Linked DNA regions of Anser cygnoides: region 1 is linked to region 2. The links are chromatin contacts, called in public Hi-C maps. All regions are on one chromosome and are shown on one strand. The core of a region is the stretch at or near the end of the contact, and the rest is flanking DNA. Distances in the headings are between cores, read along the strand shown. Region 1 overlaps SLCO2B1 (solute carrier organic anion transporter family member 2B1). Region 2 holds the start of MRPL48 (mitochondrial ribosomal protein L48).

The links. Hi-C and Micro-C count contacts between places; a contact is called where the count stands out from the background.
Region 1: a contact with region 2 is called in a Hi-C map of liver, with 4 times the contacts expected there. The contact joins the enhancer-like site here to the promoter of MRPL48 in region 2. A contact is called at or near these places in 2 of 7 Hi-C or Micro-C datasets (both in liver).

What each region holds. Positions count from the first base shown.
Region 1 is chr1:211,577,096-211,583,409 of Taihu_goose_T2T_genome, forward strand. All of the region lies in intron 1 of SLCO2B1 (solute carrier organic anion transporter family member 2B1), which reads right to left. Among named protein-coding and RNA genes, the nearest start is that of SLCO2B1, 3.9 kb to the right of the region's middle. Within about 2 kb of position 1,511, at least 2 of the 3 cell types and tissues checked have open chromatin away from gene starts, as enhancers often do. A contact at or near this core is called in liver, where this site is marked.
Region 2 is chr1:211,127,939-211,134,010 of Taihu_goose_T2T_genome, forward strand. MRPL48 (mitochondrial ribosomal protein L48) reads left to right here and starts at 3,686. Exons shown (of 8, transcript XM_048047981.2): 1 at 3,686-3,877; 2 at 4,752-4,804; 3 at 5,155-5,192. The coding sequence starts at 3,857.

The sequences.
Region 1 (6,314 bases), core at 261-2,760, 450 kb after region 2:
TGCCTGCAAGTAGACTCGCAAGAAATTTGCTCCTTCCATGAAGCATGCAGGGACTTTCCATGCTCAGCAGCAGGGTTCAGGAGACCAGCGAGGTGCAAGTGTGAGCAGGTCTGATGGGCAGATCCATCAGCTGATAGTCTTCCAGCTTTGAATGAAGGGTTTGTCCTCAGAACCCACAAAATTGCAATTAATTACAGCCTTGCTTGCCCAACACCTCATCACCAGCCCCAGAGACCTGCAGAGTGGTTGTGGAGCCTGCCCAGAGACGTGCTGGGGTCTCCCCCTTGGAGATCTTCAAAAGCCAACGTGGCTCTGGTTGTCCCTCCTCGAGCAGGGCATTGGACCAGAAGGAGCCAGAGGTGCCTCCAACCTCAAGCATTGTGATGCAGGGGGCTGTGGTCGGGGATTAAGCCCCATCTGTACCGAGCTTCCTTAGGTTATCTCATAGACCTCTGCAGCACGGCTTAAGATGTTCCCTCTATCCCCAAACCAACCATTTTTTGACACCAGGGCAGCAGAAGTACCCCCAAACCTCCCAAACACGACTGATTTCTCTGGGAGTTGCACAATGATCCTGGCTGTGACAGCAGGGGACAAGGTCGGTGACACCCCAGTCACGTCCTGCTCCTGGGGACATGACCCTGTCCTAATGCCTTTATTCATAGCGGCACAGCTCTTGTTAGCTGAACGAGGGACAGCATGCACTGGGCTCGGCAGAGCTTCAGTAAATAACGGCAAATGCAACACAGCAAATTAAAGCCCAGCGGGGAGACCAAATGCCAGCAAATATCCCGTTATTTGTCTTCTTACTGCTGAATTTCTAGACAATTTACACTCAGCAGTGGTAAAACAGGAACAGTGTCAGTGTGCTTGTGAGTGTGCCTGTGTTAGACGGGAAGCTGGTTCAGAAAATGTGGGTGGGAAGACGTTTTATAACACAGCATGAGGAAAAGGCATTGTGTACACATCGTCCCCTCCTTGGAACAAGACCGAGGGAGGAAACGGATGTGTGGCTGCGCCCCAAAGCTGCATCCATCTTGCACCACCGAGCTAAAAGAAAGTGAAAATGAGATCAGCCCAGCCCAGTGATTCTTGTAATGGGATGTGTCAGGGGTGACACATGGCAGAGAGCACCCCAGAATCAAAGATAAAAGGAAACGTGTTACTAAGAAGTACAGAATTTAGAAGAACAAACAGAAAATCTGTGCTGAAAGCTGAGACATGACCAGGGGTGCTGAGGGACCAGGCAGGTTCCAGGACCCATCCCCATCCCCCTCTGACCTGAACAGGGTGACACCCAGGTCCCCAGGTTTGTGACAAGGGGATGCTGGAGCCTTTTTGGAGGCTCCTCACCTGCCCCAGCACTGCAAGGCGTGGGGAAGGGCTTGGAGCTCGCCTGGCCGTACCGAAACGGAGACGGGAGTGCTCACCCCACCTCCAGGGAGAAAAGTCCTGACTGCAGTGTGGCACCCTCCATGCCACCCCAAAAGATGCAGGGGGGGTCTGCCTGTTATGGGTGGCTGCTTCTCAGAGAGGATGCGGATATTCCCGCAGCTTGCCAGAGGCAGCACATCACCCCTGCGCAGGGCAGGGACTGTCCCCACGAGACTTTTGTGGTTGTGAGCACCACCGTCACAACCTCAGGACCGAGAGAGTTTCCATTGCGTGGGCTGAGGTGGAACCATCACCTGCGAGAGGGGAAGGCACCGCAGAGCAGAGGGAAGGGAATGCAGAGGCTGCAGCAGGAGAGGGGAGGCCTTGCAGCTGAGATCTCCAACCTCAGCAAATTACATCAACGATGAGGCCATGTGCAATCAGAGCCGCCCCTCGCAGGGTTTCATCTTCAAGGGCTCTGGAGCATCTGGGTCAGGACCCTGCAGCCCCCCGCTGCCACCACGCTCCTGCTGCTTCCCAAGCTCTCCTGCTCCGTGCAAAAACCGAAGCCTCGTTGAGCCTCGCCGCAGCTCCTGCCCTTGCTTATTGCAACCGCCAGCCACGTGAACTCTGCATTTGTTTGTGCTGGCGGTTTTACCGGGGTGAGTGCAGATCAGCTCAAGGACACGCAAGGCAACCACCACACAAGGCTTTTCATGTTTAACTTGTTCCCTGGAAGGTTTTAGGCAGCATGTTGAATAATCGATCCTCTCATCTGGATCGTGCCAGACAGCAAAGATGCTTTGCAGTCCCTTACAGGGAGACAAACAGATGTGGTATGTGCCACAGCACGGTGATGTCTGGTGTCCTGGCTGGGGATTTTCTATTTTAACACCACCTCCTGTGTGCTTAGCAAGGAAACACACCCTCCTCCAAGCAGCTGGAGACCCAAGGGTAGGAGGAAAGACAAGGAGTGAGGTGTGAAAATCCTTTCCCACCAGGGAGCTGCCTTTCCTTCTGCAAACACAGTGCCCGAGTCTGCAGAGAAACACCTGCCGACAGCAGGCTGGAGGAAGGTGATCCCAAGCCAGAGTTTTCCTAATTTGGGTTTTTTAAACCATTTATATATTTCTGATTGAAGCCCTGGACTTCTCTGAGGCTTGGGCAGAAGGAAAGACCGAGAAAAAGGCTGGAGTTTTGCTGAGTATTTACTTCTAAAGAGCTGAGTATTTATTTCTATTTGCAAGGAGCATCTGGAGGAAATGCGTGAAAGCGAGAAAAAGCCAGCATCCAGAGGGGCTCTGGATCTGCCAGATGCAGACAAGTTCCGATGAGAAAACTCGGCTTTTCAAAGGGGAAGCTATTGCAGAAGAAAAAGCTGGAGATGCTGCAAAACCTCACACCTCATATATGCATGAGCATGAGCAAGGGTTCCCTGGAGCAGTCTTCTACGAGCAATCCAGATATCATCTGCTGTGTATTATCTATAACTCCTAAAAGTGACCCCAAAGTGTCCATCACTGGTTGTGGATTTGAAGCCCAATGCTGAGCTGCACGAGGAGCACCTACACGCCAGCTCACTTGCTCCCTACCCCCTGACTTAGCCCGTTCAAGAGAAGCTCCTTTCTCCTTCCAGCTGGTCCCATTCCTCATGGATTAGCCACCAAAGCAAACCCAGCTTCTGGGGAGATTGCAGTAAGAGTGGCTTAGGGGGAATGGCACCGGCCACCCACATGCCAGAGGGATTCATCAGCAGGGAAATGCTGCTACGACAAGAACAGGGAAGTGAGAGTGGAGCTTAGGAGAAGTGAGAAATGTCCTTAGCCAGCAAAAGACAGGCTGAGAGGAGCTGCTTATAAATACCCAGGAGGAAACGCTGTGGGTGATATCATGGGGCAATGATGGGACGAGGAGCAAGGGTTGGAGCAAGGCAGGGCTGGTGGCGAGGGCAGCCCCAGCCCGGTGCAGCAACTGAGTGCTAGAACCAGCCAGGGAAGGGGAAAAAAAAATAATATTTTGGGCAAACTCAAGAAGCAGAGCTCCTCTGGTTCCAGGTGGTGCCAGGCGAGGTTTGGACTGAGCATTTGGGAGAATTTCTTCAAGGAGAGGGTGGTGGAGCACTGGGCCAGGGAGGTGGTGGAGTCCCCATCCCTGGGGGCATTTCAGAGACACGAGGACGTGGCACTGAGGGGCACGGTTTGGTGATGGGACTCGGTAGGTCAGCTTGGTGGTTGGGCTTGGTGACCTTGAAGGTCTTTCCGAACCTGATTCCATGATTCCATAAGTGCTGGGAGCATTGCCCAAGAGAAAAAAAGCTCAGCCTGGGTTTGAGTGCCTGGACGTGCCCGAAGGGTCCGAGAGGGCTCCTCACACCAGAGCAGCCTCGACAGCAGCATGCGGCCACGTCTCAGCTTGGCTGCCTCCAGGGCACAGGTTTTCAGCTCAAATTCATCTCCTCCGTGGGTCATTCGTGGCTGGTCAGGAGCCAAGCACCATCACAGGTAGGACTGCATTGTTTGAATCACGATTCAAGCCAGAAATTCCCTGCATTGATGCTGCTCTGCAGCATTGTAACACCACGGCTCCATCAGCTGGATGGTTGCTCTCGAAAAGCTGTGGTCAGCAGCTCAATGTCCAGGTGGAGATCAGCAACGAGTGGTGTTCCTCAGGGGTCGGTGTTGGGACCGGTGCTGCTTAACATTCTGTGATTCTATGATTTCAGTTTCAAAATTAGCATTTTCCAAAGCCTGGAGCTTAATGACGGGTCCCAAGGTGAGTCATGAGGCTCCCCAGCCACTCCTCAAGTCCACGTTTAGTGAGGTAAAGGCTCAAGACACCAAGTATTTGATCCGTGGGTGGCTCAGGACGTGGCACATGCAGCAGGTGCAGGATGAATCCAGGACGTGCTGCCAAACTGCAGCAAGAGCGGATGGACCAGCACCACGGAGGCACCAGGACCAAACCGGGAGCCAGGAGCTGCAGAGGGGAATTTGGGCTCCTGTTTTGGCCCAAGCAGGGTCCCAGAGATCCCTGGATGTCACAGAAGAGGCAGCACGCCCCGCATCCCAACACGGCTGGGTTGGGAGTGCTAAGGGGAGCCAGGACGAGGTGTTTCAGAGCCAGGGAACCAAAAGCGAGAAAAATGGAAGAATAGGAGAAAATGGGGAGCTGAAGAGGAATTAGAGCACGTTGCGAAACAACTAAATCACACCCAATACAGCCAGGACGATGGGAACCAGCTGGGCTCTCACAACCAGCTTAGTGCCAGCAGTTTCCCTTACAGCCCTTCACCGGCTTTTGGAGCAAACTGTCCAAAGCACAGCAAGGTTTTGGGGGGGGGGGGCCTCTGCAAACAAGGCTGCACGGCCTTTCAGCATGGCTGCGTTTCAGGGAATTGCAAAGCAGAAGGGTGCCACAAGTAGGCCCGACACATGGGCACAGCAAGGGAAGATGTTTCTTCTCCTGCTTTTCACCTTTCTGACGTCTTCCATCTGAGCACAGGACACCATAGATCAGTGCAGGGCAGAGAGTGGAAAAAAAAAAAAAAAAACACAACACGTGGTCATGAAATTTCTGCAGACAGCTGATAAAAAGCCCTTGAGAACAGATCAATATGGCTTGGACCAGTGGTGAGAAATCATATCCTGATGGGAGCTCAGATAAAGGATGCTCCATCGCCCGCTGGAGCTGTACCAGCGACCACGGGGCGAGCTGCCTCAGATGGATGCTCCAGGGGGTTATCACACACGGCCGGTGGGATGAAATATAGACGTGGATTCTGATAAGCTCCTGAAGCAGCTCAGCCCTGGCCTCTTTGTATTGCTGGGTAGCCTTGGTGCTGCCCAGCTGCTCACAACCAGCCCTGAGCATCTCTCTTTGTCTTATTTGCCCTTGTCCTTTGATTTACTCCAATGTCCTTGACTGGCATTTTGCTTCTCACCGTGGACCTGGAGCACTAAGAGCAGCAGCGCATGGTTTGGAGCCTGCCTGGGTTGGACACGAAGCAGCAGGACCTGAAAACATCACGGTACGGAAATCCCACCCATTTCCTAGCTCCAGGTTCTGCTCCAGCTCCTCCACCGTGAAGAAGATGGGGAGAAGCAGGGTTTTATTTGTGATTTGCTTGCTGGAGAAAGCCCGCGGTGCTGCTGCAAAGCGGTGCTCGCTGTGAGAGCTGCCTCGGACACACCAGGTGTGACGAGAGGAGCCGTATGCCCTTTTGGAGAGCAGAACTTCCCCAAAAGCACCAGAGGGATTCCAGGGTTCATCCTCGAGGTGTATCACGTGCCTCTTGAGCAAAAAGAAACCAGCTCAGCACGGGAGGGGTAACAGGTTTTACAGCTTCCGTGGCTGGACAGAGATAAGGGCTGAAAGCATCTGCTCCTGGAAAGGGGCAGGTCTGGGGGGGACTCGTCCCCAGGGGGGTGACGTTCCCCCTCCAGCCAGCACAGCCATCCCCATTGTCCCCGTGCCCAGGGGGAAAATTCCAGCTGAAAGCTGGCAGGAGGAGCAAACGCAGGCACAAACAGCAGGGCCGCACGAAGCACCGCGCCTTCTCCCGGCGTTTTGGGTCTCCAGGGAGGACGGGCTGGTGCTACAGCTGGAAACCAGGATGCTCTCGGGATTTAAGGGACCGCACAAACCACCTCCACCGTTTGCAAGCCCACAAAGAAGCATGTTTCACCCCAGAAGCGTGTTTTACCCCAGAGCAGTTCAGCAAGGATCTGGCCCGTGTCACCCAGTGCCCACAGGGCTTCCCCCAGGCACCTCTCACGAGCCACAAACGCCCGTCACGAGCAGCAGGGATGCAGCCAGTGCCCCGTCTGCAGGCACTGCATCTTCACCCAGCCCTGCAGAGCTGCACCAACGCTTCCAACCTGCCCTGCACCTTCCCCGCTGCCTGCCACCCCTTCCCTCTGGAGGTCCCATCAGCTTTCTGC
Region 2 (6,072 bases), core at 2,436-4,935:
TTTGTCCTTTCCATTTCTGATTATTTAATTTGTATTCCCTTAACGCCATTAACCGCTCCCGAGTCGTTTTTTTTCTCTTCCAGGCCTCGAACTGCCAGGGAACTGAAAGAGAAAACGTGCCTTTGGTGGTTAAATTTAAATCTAAATTTAAAATTTAAATAAGTTTAAGTTTGGTGGTTAAATTCAGGGAGGCTTTAATAGGCAGGAGGTCGCGTTCTGCTCTGCGCTCGGCATCTGGGACCGCTCCTTGGGCAGCGCTGGTCGTTACATCTGCTCTCTGACGTGATGAGGAAAGGACGTTTAGACCGGCAGAGGCTTGACTTAAATCATTTCAACATCATTTTAAATCTGTGTATTGCCCTTGTTTACGTGCCTGGATGGATTCCGGGACCTTTCCCTCTGCTCCCGGGGAAAGGCTCTCCACCAGGGATGAATCTTGACTGCTGCTAACGATTATTTTGATGGCTGCTCTGTCCAAAAGCCCTGCTCGGGCTCCGCATCCCTTTATGGCGGGCAAAGTAAACGCTTCGTACTGCCTGCCCGAGCGGTTTCGGCCTGAGGGACTGGCAGGGGACCGAGATGAGGATTCGGAGATCCAGCAGTTGAGGGACCTGCTCCGCTCATCGAAGCCACGGGAGATCGTCCACCGACTCCTGCAGGCCCTACAGGTGGCCCTAAGCCTCTGGTTTTTTAGAAACAGAGAAGGGAGGATGTACAGAGAAGGGGGTTACAGAGTTTTGGGTTTAGTCCCCCACCGGGGGAAAGGAACAATGCGAAAACCTTTGTTTCTTTTTCCAACAGTCACAAAAAAAAAAAAAAGCAAAGCAGGCTCCGCTCCTGGAAACAGCCTCAGCAGGTGTTGGGTTACCTGGCTCGGAAACGATTCACGAGGCAAAGAAAGGCACGACAAGAAGCGGCGGCTGGGAGCAGGAGCCGGGGCACGTTCACGGTGGAAATAAGGGCCGCGTTTTTAACTGAGTGCGCTCTCGGCTGGCAGAACAAGCTGCCAGGAGCAGAGCTCTCTTTGTATCCAGGCGAAATCAAGAGCAGGAGCCTTTGTGAGAAAGATGCTTTCGTCAAACCCGGGGTGATCTGCTTCCATACAGCTGTAAGGCTGCGGCAATCTATAGCCTGCAACCTGCAGGAAACCAGATTACGTCATTTAACAGTCCCTTTTGGCCTTAAAATTCATCAGTCTGAGGCAGACCTCGTGGAAACTCTGCAATTAAGGGGTGGACTCTTTGTTTCCCTGAGACGTGTAGGCCGCTAGGAGATGGGGGGGGATTCCTGTTGTGTGTTTCGCAGGGATTGCTGTACCCCGAGCTCGGTCTGGGGCAATGCTCCATGCTCAGAAATGTGTCGTGGATGGCCAAAAGGTTAGTGCCCATGAGGGGAGAGGTATTAAAGGGAATCGAGGGGGGTTATAGCTCCCCTCCAGGAACATCCAGCATTTGAGGCCATGGAATAAAGCACCATCGTGGGCACGACACGCTCGTAATTGCAGCGCTTGTCACGGCCTCACCCCGTAAATTAATGGGGTCGGTTAATTCCCCTCGAGGCACAGCCGTCCCTCCTCAAGCACGGCCTTGCGTCCACGGCTTCAAAGTTTACCCGAGGAGAAGCCCAGCCCTCCTGGAATGGGAGCGTAGGTCTGAACCCAGCTCAAACTCCAGCAGCGCTCCTCGCTGAAAGCGCCTTGGGGTTATCAAACAAGCGTCACTGCCAAGGTGGCCCTGCCTGGGGCTGCGGAGGAGTGATCAAAGGGCAGGACAACATCTGGTCCACACGAGCAGCTTTGTCGTGTCCAGGGAGTGCCACGAAAACACGGCTCAGGTCTGGGAGCCCGCGTCCTCGCAAAGCAGGCAGGCTGAACGCGAAGGTGGTGCTGAGCCCAGACCGTGGGTGGAGGGGACAGAACAGCCCTGCGCACGGCATAAAGCCCACCTGGGCTCTGTTTTTGCGTGGACCTTGTTCTCTCACCTTTCTCCTCCTCCCTCCATGCATACCTGGGGGTGTCGAGGGCGCGTTGGGAGCTCCGTGCGCTCAGCAAGCGAGGGCAGGGGCCGGCAGGGTGGATGACGGAGCAGGAAGCAGACACGCGAGTCTGCTCGGCTGCGGAGATTTGCCGTGCCAACGAACGCTGATGAAACTCTAAAGAGAGAGTGAGAAAGTCCATCAGGAGCCCTGCCAGCTCCAGCCAAAAGCGATCGGGGCAGCGATCGGTCCGCGGGGCTTTAAATCCTGCCCTGAAACCACGCTGCCAGGCAGCTGCTGCCCGGGAGGGAGGGCGCTGAGATGGGGGCTCAGCCCCAGGAGCGTCTGCCAGGCAAGAACGGGGAAATTGGGGCCAGGTTGAAGTGTGGGGAAGAGCTTCGGGGAAATTAAGGTTTGGGTTGGTGAAAAAGAGGAGCAGCAGAGGGCTAAGAAGGGTGCCAGGGACAGCCAAGACCCTGCGAGGGTCTCTTCAGTTCCATTAAACTGTAAGGAGCTGATACCTTTCTTTGCTGTTGTTTAAGAGGAATCAAGGTGTGACTGTGTTGTTTTTTCCAGGCAGACCTCCTCGCCTACCTCCCCTCAGCGATAAACAGGCATTATATATAAATCAGAGAGGCTCCTGCCAGCCCCACTCTTTCCATTTAAAATATTTTAGGGAATTGCCTTGAGAGGGACAGAAACAGGGGTAAAAGTGCGGGCAGTAAGGCAGGATTTACCTCAGCAGAGCACCCTGCTTCAAAAAAAAATAAAATCGTGTTTATTTCTCCCACAGGCCACACGCGTGCCTGCTGCAGGCCCCCAGTGCCGTTCAATCCTCCTCCTTCAGGCTCGAGGCCCCTGGCCTCCTGCCAGCGTGGACACAGCTGACCCTGTAACTGCTACGTGGATGTTTACTAAGGGCTAAGGTCCGGTCCTGCCTCTGCAAGCACTAAAAATAAAACTTTTCTGTGCTCTGGGCAGCAGGGCTGCCCCCGATAGCTTTAGGAGCATCCCCTCAGCCCAGGACGACCCCAAGCGCCCTTCAGGCAGGAGAAGGAGCCTGGGGGGAGCCTGCTGGGTGCTGGCTGTGATCCTACAGCCGGAGGGGACGGAGCTGGGCCGCCTGAGGGCTGACAGGGACGACCCCATGGCTGCCAGCCCCACAGCCCCGCTCCCCTCACAGCGCCCCTGCGCCGCCCTAACATGGCCGCCGCCGCGCGGGCCACACTCAAGATGGCCGCCGCTCGGCGCTGGGGCGGGGCCTGGCTGGCTGCGCTCAGCGTGCCACACTCAACATGGCCGCCGAGCCGCGACGCAACGGCGTCCGGCTGGTATTGATGGACACAGCAGAGAACCAATCGGATTGCGAGAAGAGAGGGGAAGGCCAATCACGCTGCAAGAAGCGAGGAGGAGGGCCAATCAGACCGCGGGGGCGGGCGGCGGGTAGCGAGGCGAAGCGGCGAGCGGGCAGGGTTGGGTGCGCTGCGCTGGCCCTGGTGTGGGGGCAAGGACAGGGATAGGGACAAAGACAGGGATAGGAACAAAGACAAAGACAGGGACAGAGACAAAAACAGGGACAAAGATAGGGACAGGGATAGTGTGTTTTCCCTTCTACGCAGCAGGAGTGTCCCCTGTTTGCTCCTGCGCTGTACAAATGCCCGTTATGGCGGTCTCTGCCCTCCCCCGTCAGCACAAGCAGACATTTTCCCCACGCAGCCCCCGCTGCCTGCCGCCATCCCTCCTCCATCCCCCTGCGGCTCCCCCACCGCCGGGGTTTCGCCCTATAACGCCCCAAAAGGAAAGGGGACAGGCGGCGGAACGCGGGGCGGGGGCCGCGGGGTGCGGGGGGAGCGCTTTGGGCGGCGGACGCGGCTCTGTGGGGATGAGCGCGGCGGGGTCCAAGGTAATGGGGTGGGAGGTGGATTAGGTCGGAAATTAGGAGAAATGAGGAGACATTTCTTCTCAGAAAGGGCCGTCAGGCGTTGGGACGGGTTGCCCAGGGAGGTGGTGGAGTCCCCGTCCCTGGGGGTGTTCAAGGCAAGGCTGGACGTGGTGCTTGGGGACATGGTTTGGTGGGGGACAGTGGTGGTAGGGGGGTGTTGGGCCAGATGATCTTGGAGAGCTTTTCCAACCTTAATGATTCTGTGACAGGCCCAGATTCTGTTACTGGTGATGGGTCTGGAGGTGTAGGGCCTCCCCACCCCTCCCTGGGAGCCCAGGGACCACCCCAGTGCCACAGGGTCCAGGACAGCCCCCAGCCCTGTCACCACCATCGGGGACCCTTCAGCTCTCCGGTCCTCCCCACGCCGTATCTCTCTGGTGGCGAGGCGAGGGTGTCAACCAGATGCAGCCCACCAGGGCTGTGGTGACGGCAGAGCAACGCTCCCTTTTTCGCTCCGCCATGGCCGAGCTGCGTTGTCGCTGGTCCGCGCGGAGCTGGGGCAAGCGCAAGGGTTGTTCGCGTGACCGTTGTAGCCCGGAGACGTTGGGGCGGTGCGAGGGGCGAGTGGGATCTGTAACCGCAGGGAGGAGGATCTCCAACCCCGACTCCTTCAAAGGAAGGTGAGGGGGGTGCGGGAGAACCTCGTCGTAGTCACCATCACCCTCCTCCTTTGTCACTTCCCTCTGCGTGGCGGTGGTGTTGTGGGGAGCGGTAGCCGTGGGTGGATCGGGAGGTTTGTTGGCGCGTTCGGAGGGTTTGGGGTGTTGTTTCGAGGGGTATGTTCTGGGAGGCGCCGCTGAAAATTCACCGAGCTTGCTTTGTGACTGCGGTGCAGGTGCTGTGCCTGAAGAAGGGAATGCTGCTGAAGCAGGTGTTCGCTCTTAGCAGGTGAGTGGTTTGAAATCAAATCTGTTAAACAAAACACAGCATAAGGGGTTAAGAACACTTGATCGCTGCTACAGACTGGGTCAGAAGACATACGCGATTTTAAAAAGTACTTCTTGATAAGGAAAGTTTTCTGATTGTGGAGGGAAGACTTTCAGCTGAAATCAGGGAGGTGAAAGACCTCTAGGATGAGGACAGGAGAGAGTCTCTGATAGCAGGATCTGATCCGTGGCTGATGGATTTGAGGCTTTGCGGAGATCGGCCAGATATGTAGCGTTTCCATAGCTGTGTGAGATTGGAGTTTTAATGATTATCTTGTTTCCTACAGATAATAATTGTCTTGTTTCCTACAGAGCAGCAACACCCCGAGAAAGCCGTCTGTGTGCTGCAGGTAAGGCTTCTCATCAATCCCATGCAAGACAAACTTTATCTACATAAATATTTCACATTTGAGTGTTCACGTCTCCTTTTGATTTTTTTTTGTCAGTCACATTTTGGCTGGTTAAATAACCCCAGCGCGTGCTGTTGCGCTTCCACCTATACCTTTTTTTTCCCCTAACCTTTTCTCCTGTTTCCCCTTTCTTGGCTGGGCAGATGCTCCTGTTCATGGCGTTACGCTGCAGGGTGGCACCAGCCAGCCCCTGTTGCTCTACTGCTGCCCAGGAAGTGAGTTATACCCACAGGAGGTTCCACTTTAACATTTGTTGAGCTGGTGGAGTCCTCTGTTTAAATTTGAAGTAGAATTTGATTTTGACATGGAGGCAAAGTGTAACCAAGTGGCTTAGATCCTTGGTGCTCAGCTTCTCTTTGCTGTTCTGAGCTTCGTTTATTAAAATGAAAGCTGTGGAGGGTTTCATTTTACTCTGGAGAAGGAAGTATAAATAAAAGCTGATGCCATTTTGATTTGGCTTCCTAGCATATGAATATTTGAACAGGCTGGATTTAAAATTAAGCGGGCTCAGATCCATCATAACAACATCGCTGCTGTCACGTAAGAGGAGACAGATGCAACGTTTCATTAGGATCCTCACCATCCACTGGTGCTGACAAGCCTGCCTCTTTTTTTTTTTTTCGTTTTGTTTGCTTGAGAATTTGCCTGGGAAATGAGTCACTTTTAATCTCTACCTCCCTTACGGGTTGCTCCCCGTAACCGACTGTGAATTGTAGCAAGCCTGATGGGCTACACGGGCTGCTCGCGTGGGGTAGAGACCGCTGAAGCCTTGGTCTGCCTTTGCCTTCCCTCAAAGAACTAAGGAGAAATCCTTGTCCCC